Linked DNA regions of Mus musculus: region 1 is linked to region 2. The links are chromatin contacts, called in public promoter capture Hi-C maps. All regions are on one chromosome and are shown on one strand. Each heading gives the region's core, a stretch centred on a gene start, on an enhancer-like site or on the middle of the called end of the contact. The rest is flanking DNA. Distances are from core to core; before and after follow the strand shown. Region 1 overlaps Klc1 (kinesin light chain 1). Region 2 has its middle 11 kb from the start of 2810029C07Rik.

The links. Capture Hi-C pulls out chosen DNA fragments and counts their contacts.
Region 1: a promoter capture Hi-C map of adipose tissue shows a contact between it and region 2. The contact joins two enhancer-like sites. A contact is called at or near these places in 1 of 115 datasets of contacts at active chromatin or transcription factors (embryonic stem cells) and 2 of 9 other capture datasets (adipose tissue and liver).

The regions. Positions count from the first base shown.
Region 1 is chr12:111,767,173-111,770,908 of GRCm38.p6, reverse strand. All of the region lies in intron 1 of Klc1 (kinesin light chain 1), which reads right to left. Among named protein-coding and RNA genes, the nearest start is that of Klc1, 10 kb to the right of the region's middle. Within about 2 kb of position 1,453, at least 74 of the 459 cell types and tissues checked have an H3K27ac peak or open chromatin away from gene starts, as enhancers often do. A contact at or near this core is called in adipose tissue, where this site is marked.
Region 2 is chr12:111,561,213-111,564,753 of GRCm38.p6, reverse strand. No RefSeq gene overlaps it. Among named protein-coding and RNA genes, the nearest start is that of 2810029C07Rik, 11 kb to the left of the region's middle. Within about 2 kb of position 1,458, at least 28 of the 459 cell types and tissues checked have an H3K27ac peak or open chromatin away from gene starts, as enhancers often do. A contact at or near this core is called in adipose tissue, where this site is marked.

The sequences.
Region 1 (3,736 bases), core at 204-2,703, 210 kb before region 2:
GACAGGAGGAGGAGAGGACGCTGACCGGAAAATGACTGAGAATCAGGCGTTCTCCTGACCTGGCCTAGGTCCCAGTCCTGGTACAGTGTATTTTACTAAGTAAGACATTAAGGACCAGCTTTTGTTGAAGATCGACCTGTAGGTGTAATCAGGAGCACGAGCCAAGAGCAGGGCAGGGCACCGGGAATAGAGGGTGAGGAACAAAAGCATACGGACCATCCTGTCATCCTCACCTGAGAGCCGAGCACTTAAACTTCCCAAGAGTGAAGCATGAATGCTTGATCTTTCCCATACAAAATGAATCAAGCATTACACCAAAACTTACTCTCAAGCTTGGCCCTGAAATCCACCATCTGTAAGAATCTGCCCCCGGGGACACAGAGACCATAGGACAAGCTAAAAAACAGGCCTGAGACACCGCCTAGATGGGGAGCACAGTGGACTACGGAGTAGCAGCCAATCCTATGGGGAGATCCAGTCTTATCACACAGCAATGTCATAACAGAAAAACTGAGGGACAACAGAAGCTGAGCCTGAGGCCTGAAAGGGGGCTAAGGGGCTGCCGGAGAACACAACAGACCACTGCACATTAAAGCCAAGCCACAGCTGAGTTCCATCCCCCAGCACACAGACATAAGACACACACACACACACACACACACACACACACACACACACACACACACACGAGAGAGAGAGAGAGAGAGAGAGAGAGAGAGAGAGAGAGAGAGAGAGAGGGGGAGAGAGAGAGAGAGAGAGAGAGAGAGAGAGAGAGAGAGAGAGAGAGCCTGAGCCTGATGGGAGAGAATGTGTTTAGGGTTTGGGGCTATCGTGTTCCTGAGAAATGAGATGGGTGTGGGAATGAGACAGGCTGTGAATCCAGGGAGACAGGCACTAAGCCCAGCCTTCCTGAGACTCGGCAGTCAGCAGTCTCACTTGTGGGGCTGTTAGGAGCATGGTCTCAGGGTACCAGACACAGGAGTTCTTCAGTAACTGCCCAATCTCCCAACCTGCTATAAAGACTGAGGCGCATCCCTGGTGAGCCTGGGGTTGCAGGCACGCTGCTCAGGACTGGACTCCACTACTTTTTGAGTACCTTCCTTGCCAGGTTACTGCAGCACTTTGTTAGATACCCATTGTTTTTCCTGAAGCGAAATTTGCCTCCTTGTAAATTCTACCCACAGAGTTCATTTCATTCTTCTAAAATACACAAGCAAGGCACAGAGTCTAACACCTGCAACCCTAACACAGAGAAGCTGAAGCAAAGCAAGAAGGCTGCTGTGAATCTGAGGCCTTCCTGAGCGACAATCAAACAACAATCAAAACCCAAATCCCCCAACAGGAGGAGTGGGTGGGGCTATGGAAAGGGCGCAGCAGTTAACAGCACCGGTTCTTCTCTGAGGGCCTGGGCTCCACGCCAAGCACTATCACAGCAATCCGAGACTGTCTTTAACTCATCTTGGGGAATCTGACGCCTTCTTCCGGCCTCTGCAGGAACTGCACAAACGTGATGCACATGCATGCATGTGTGCATGCATGGAAGCAGAACAACCGCACATATAAAAACGAAGGTTACATGGAAATTTAACTAAACATTTTTTTTTCAAACAAGTCATCCAGTGGGGCAGTGGTGGCACACGCCTTTAGTCCCAGCACTCGGGAGGAAGAGGCAGGCGGATTTCTGAGTTCGAGGCCAGCCTGGTCTACAGATCAAGTTCCAGGACAGAAACCCTGTCTCAGAAAAACACAGGGGCTGGAGAGATGGCTCAGAGGTTAAGAGTACTGATTGCTCTTCCAGAGGTCCTGAGTTCAAATCCCAGCAACCACATGGTGGCTCACAACCATCTGTAATGAGATCTGATGCCCTCTTCTGGTGTGTCTGAAGACAGCTACAGTGTACTAACATATACTAAATAAATAAATCTTTAAAAGAAAAAAAAGAAAAACAAAAACAAAAACAAAACAAATTCAGTGTGTTCAGAAGTTCTATTCTTGGTCCATTGTTACATCAGTCTATTTTTTTATTGTGGCAAAAAGATCCTTTCTGCATCTGAAGAAGCCTTGAAGGTCTAGACTTCTAGCCTGTTAGACATTGGTCCCCACCCCTGCTGGCAAACAGAAAGCAGTGGGAAATATGTGTTAGTGTAGCAGGTATGTGTGCAGGGCAGGATGTCGAAAAGCCTTGGTTAGAGCGGAGGGAACTCGAGTCACATCAGCTTGTCTCAGCTCTCCATGGTGTAGGTGGAAACCTTGACAGTCATGAAACGACCTGTGGGTTCATTTTCATAACATACAAGTATGAAAATGCCCTCCAAAACTGTTTAGCCTACGCCAGCCTCCTACTCCACACATAGCTCGTGAACTTGAACTTCGTTTGAAAAAGTGTATGAGCTCATGTGCACTCTCACTCTCTCGCTTGGCTGACTACACAAATGCAAAAACATAGTTATGTCGGTTAAAATGACTAAGCTTGCAGCTGCCAAAATAATATTAGCTGTTCTCAGAGAAATAACCATAACAAAAATAACAGTCCTCAGAAGAATTCTCCTACCCCCGCCCCACACTGAATTCTGAGAAAAGACCACAAACCACCCTGACCTTGCTAGGATTCCCTGTGACGTTAATAGCTGACCCATAAGCTCAAAATGTACTATTGCTTTGCAGACCAAATGATAATAACCCACCATGGGGGCAAGCAAAGTGAGTCACTAGGCCAGAGGTAGTCACTATACAAAGCAACCAATGCCTGAAAAGGTTACCTGCTACACCAATTAAAATAAGCCAGAGACCCTATTGCTCATAACCTGTCCCTTACAAGGTATAAAAAGTGTGTTCTTTCTTTGTCCTGGGTCTCTCCTCTGGCCTGCAAGCTGAGAAGGGAGTCCACAACATGTTGGATCAATAAAAATCCTCTTGCAGTTTGCAGCAATGGTGGTCTCTGTGGTCTTTGTGAGTGAGGGTCTTTTGATGAACTCCAACACTACCATGGGTTGTAGGACTCAAACTCAGATTGTCAGGCAAGCATTTGTATTTGCTGAGCCATCATGCCCAGCCCTGGCCTTGAGTTTACGATCATCTTACCTTCCAAGTGCTAAGATTACAAGTGTATATCACCACACCCAGTTTATGGGGAGCTGGGATTGACCCAGGGCTTCCTACATGCTAGGCAAGCACTCTGCCAACAGAACTTCACTGACCCACTCCTGAGAAAGCATCTCACTCTGTAGCCTGGGCTGACTGAAACTCATTACAATCACGGCAGTCCTCCTGCCTCAGCTTACCAAGCATTGAGATCAAAGTGAGTCACCATACCTGATCTCCTGGTGTTTTGGGCGCTTAATTCGGATATTGGACTTATTAAAAATGGGGAATTTTATGTAATGTGTTTTACATCTCAGTTGAAAAGAGAGAGACAAAGACAGAGAAACAGAGAGACAGAGAGACAGAGAGAGAGAATGTGGTAGAAATTCAGGTCTGAATGAGTATAGAGCAAAGAGCAGCTGGGAGATGACACACAGGCAGCCTGCAGTGCTGAGATATTAGGTAAATCCCAGCATCACAGCAAAGAGGAAGGTACATGCTGGGGGAAGGGGTGGACAGAGAAAACATGGACGCTCTTGCACAAGTCTGAGACGTGTACTGTACAGAAGACATTCCCAAAAGCTCTGTGTGTTTCCAGTGGACCCACCAGACACTAGCAGCACCCAGGAGATGCTGAGGTCACAGACGGCCCAAT
Region 2 (3,541 bases), core at 209-2,708:
CAGCTACAGTGTACTTACATATAATAAATAAATAAATCTTGAAAATGAAATAAAGAAAAAAAAAGAAAGAAAGGAGGAAAGACAATTAAACAGTAAGAAAAAGGATTTAATTTTTTTCTGTGTGTGACCACAAGCGTGCATTTGTCCCCAGTGCATGTGGAGGTCAGAGGACAACCTGGGACCTGAATTCTCACATTCCACCGTCCTTGAAATAAGGTGAGACAGCTCTCTGGCCCTTGAGCTCCTGACTCTCCTGTCTCTGCTTCCCATCTGACCACAGAAGTGCTTGAATTATAGACCTGCCAATCACTGGCATTCTGACTTGGGTCTTCATGCCTGTGTGGCCAGTGCTTTCCCAAATGAGTTATCTCCCCAGATCGAGAGAAAGCTTCCCAAATCTGGAAGACACACCCAGTGTCCCCAACACAATGAGTGTAATTTCAACACCATACCAAGGACAAAAACTGAGTCTTCTGCTTCTGGCAGTGGTGGTTTTCTCGGCATCTGAGGCTTACTTTGGGGTAATTGGGCCCTAGGTAGCACGTAGTCTTAAATGAGTAGCTTATGGTCTCTACTGTCAGGGAACTTGCTCCCTGAATGTAGACCAGGCTGGCCTTGACTTGAGAGATCCACCTGCCTCTGCCACCACAGTGCTGGGATTAAAGGTGCAGGCCACCATCTCTGGGCTTTCAAACGAGATTCTAAGCGATGCCATTGTAGTCACAGGAAAGGAAAGATGAGATTTTCTATTTTCTTTTCCTGGGAGACATAAAGAAAGAGCAAGTGGGACGTGGTGGCACACGCCTTTAATCCCAGCACTTGGGAGGCAGAGGCAGGCAGATTTCTGAGTTCAAGGCCAGCCTGGTCTACAAAGTGAGTTCCAGAACAGCTAGGGCTATACAGAGAAACCCTGTCTGGAAAAACCAAAAAAAAAGAAAAAGAAAAGAAAAGAAAAAAAAAGAAAAAGAAAGAAAAGAAAAGAAAAGAAAAGAAAAGAAAAGAAAAGAAAAGAAAAGAAAAGAAAAGAAAAGAAAAGAAAAGAAAAGAAAAAGAAAAAGCAACTCACTGCAGAGGGCACCTACAGGAGCAAACAAGAACTTTTTTTAAAAAAGATTTTATTTATTTATTATATATATATATATGACGAGTACACTGTAGCTGTCTTCAGAGACACCAGAAGAAGACATCAGATCCCATAACAGATGGCTGTGAGCCACCGTGTGGTTGCTGGGAATTGAACTCAGGACCTCTGGAAGAGCAATCAATGCTCTTAACTGCTGAGCCATCTCTCCAGCCCCACAAAGGAGAACTTTACTCAAGACCAGCCAGGTAAATCAGTTAGCATATCAGGGTTACTTAGAGAGGCATTGATGACCCAGGCAGCTACACCACCCCATCCCACCCCAGACAACTGTCACCTCTTATATAGTTGCTATCGGAATCCTGGGGAGGCGCTAATGAGCCTCCAGGGTGTCGTGGCCCTCTCATAAAAGACTGTTAGTAGTCCTGACTTACAAGGGAGGCTTGCAGATTGTCATAGCTGCTCTGCTTCAAGGCAGTAAAGTCATGGCCAACCCAGAGGACACAACTGCACTACAGACATGCTTTGAATTTAGACAATCTGCTGGTACAAGATCTGCCAACTTACTGGGTTATGAAGCACCCAGGAGATTAATAAATATATCACAGCTCTGAGTATGTTCTTTCCAGGGAGGGTTAGCAGAGGAAGGAAGTCTGGCCCTGAAAGGCTCGGTCTGAGGAAAAGGAAAAGTCCTAAGCCAGACCTCTCTTTTCCCACCTCCTCTGCCTCTCCCCTCCCCCTTTCCTCCCCACCCTGTCGGGCTAAGACCTCTGCAACTGGGGGTCAAAACAACCCTTTCCTTCATTGGTTTTCTCTGAGTATTGTGTCGCAGTGAGGAAGAGCACTCAGTCCACAGGCACTGTGAAGACACAATGTATACACTCCCAAATAGAAGAACAAACTGAAAATGTGATCAGTGCACAGACAACTCCCTCTTAACCTCCAACAAAGGCAAGTGTGTGAGGGGCTGGAGAGAGCGCTGCGGGGTTAAGAGCACTGGCTGCCTTTGTAGAAAACCAGGACTCAGATCCCAGCACCCACATGTGGACACCAGACAGTCACGTGGTACACAGATATACAGGCAAAACACTCACATATATAAAAATAAATTAAAAAAAAATTTTAACAGAAGTATGCCAGGCATGATGGTGCAGCCTTTAATAGCACTCAAGAGGCAGAGGCGTTTGGATCTCTGTGTATTCAGGGTGAGTCTAATCTACAAAGGGAGTTCCAGGCAGCTGGGCTGGCCCTGCATGAGGGCTACATAGTGAGAACCTGTCTCAAAGAAGAATGTGTGAGCATGTGTGTGTGTGTGCATGTGCTTGTGTGGTTTGTGTGTGTTTGTGTGTGTGTTGGGGGATAGGGAACAGAAATTCAGAAACAATAAAAATAGATGGGTGTGATGTTTAATTAATTGTCAACCTGATTGCACCTGGAATCAGCTGAGAGCTCAGCCTGGGGCAGGCTTGTTAGAGTATCCTCAAAAGGATTCACTGAGGGGGAAAGATGCCCCGGCCTCAGAGCAAACAGCATCTTCCATGTGTAAAGAGGTCCAATCACAAACAGTGCCTGAATAAGGCATTTTTAAGCCAGAATGGGGCTCCAGCCTTTTTTTTTTTTTTAATATATATGAGCACATTTTAGCTGACATCAGATACATTAGAAGAGGACATCTTTGTTGCATTACTGATGGTTGTCAGCCACCACGTGGTTGCTGGGAATTGAAGAGCAGTCAATGCTATTAACTACTGAGACATCTCTCCAGCCCCAAGGGACTCCAGCCTTTAATCCCAGGATTTGAGAAGAAGAGTGAGTTTGAGGCCAGCTTCATCTACATAGTGAGTTCTAGGACAACCAGAAGTACATAGAGAGATCCTGTAGATAGATAGATGGATGGATGGATGGGTGGATGGATGGGTAGATAGAAGTAAATAAATAAAAGTTTTGGGGGGCTGGAGAGATGGTTCAGCAGTTAAGAGCACTGACTGCTCTTCCAGAGGTCCTGAGTTCAATTCCCAGCAACCACATGGTCGCTCACAGCCATCTGTTAAGGGATCTGATGCCCTCTTCTGGTGTGTCTGAAGACAGCTACAGTGTATCCATATAAATGAAATAAAGTCTTTTAAAAATAAAATAAAAAATAAAAGTTCTTGTAGGGCACCCAGAAACAGTGACCACCAGTTCAGCACAGTATTGCACACACACAGCAGTATTGCACACACACAGTATTACACACACACAGTATTGCACACATACAGTATTGCACACATACAGTATTGCACACACACAGCAGTATTCCACACACACAGCAGTATTCCACACACACAGCAGTATTCCACACACACAGCAGTATTGCACACACACAGTATTGCACACATACAATATTCCACACACACAGCAGTATTCCACACACACAGTATTCCACACACACAGCAGTATTACACACACACAGCAGTATTA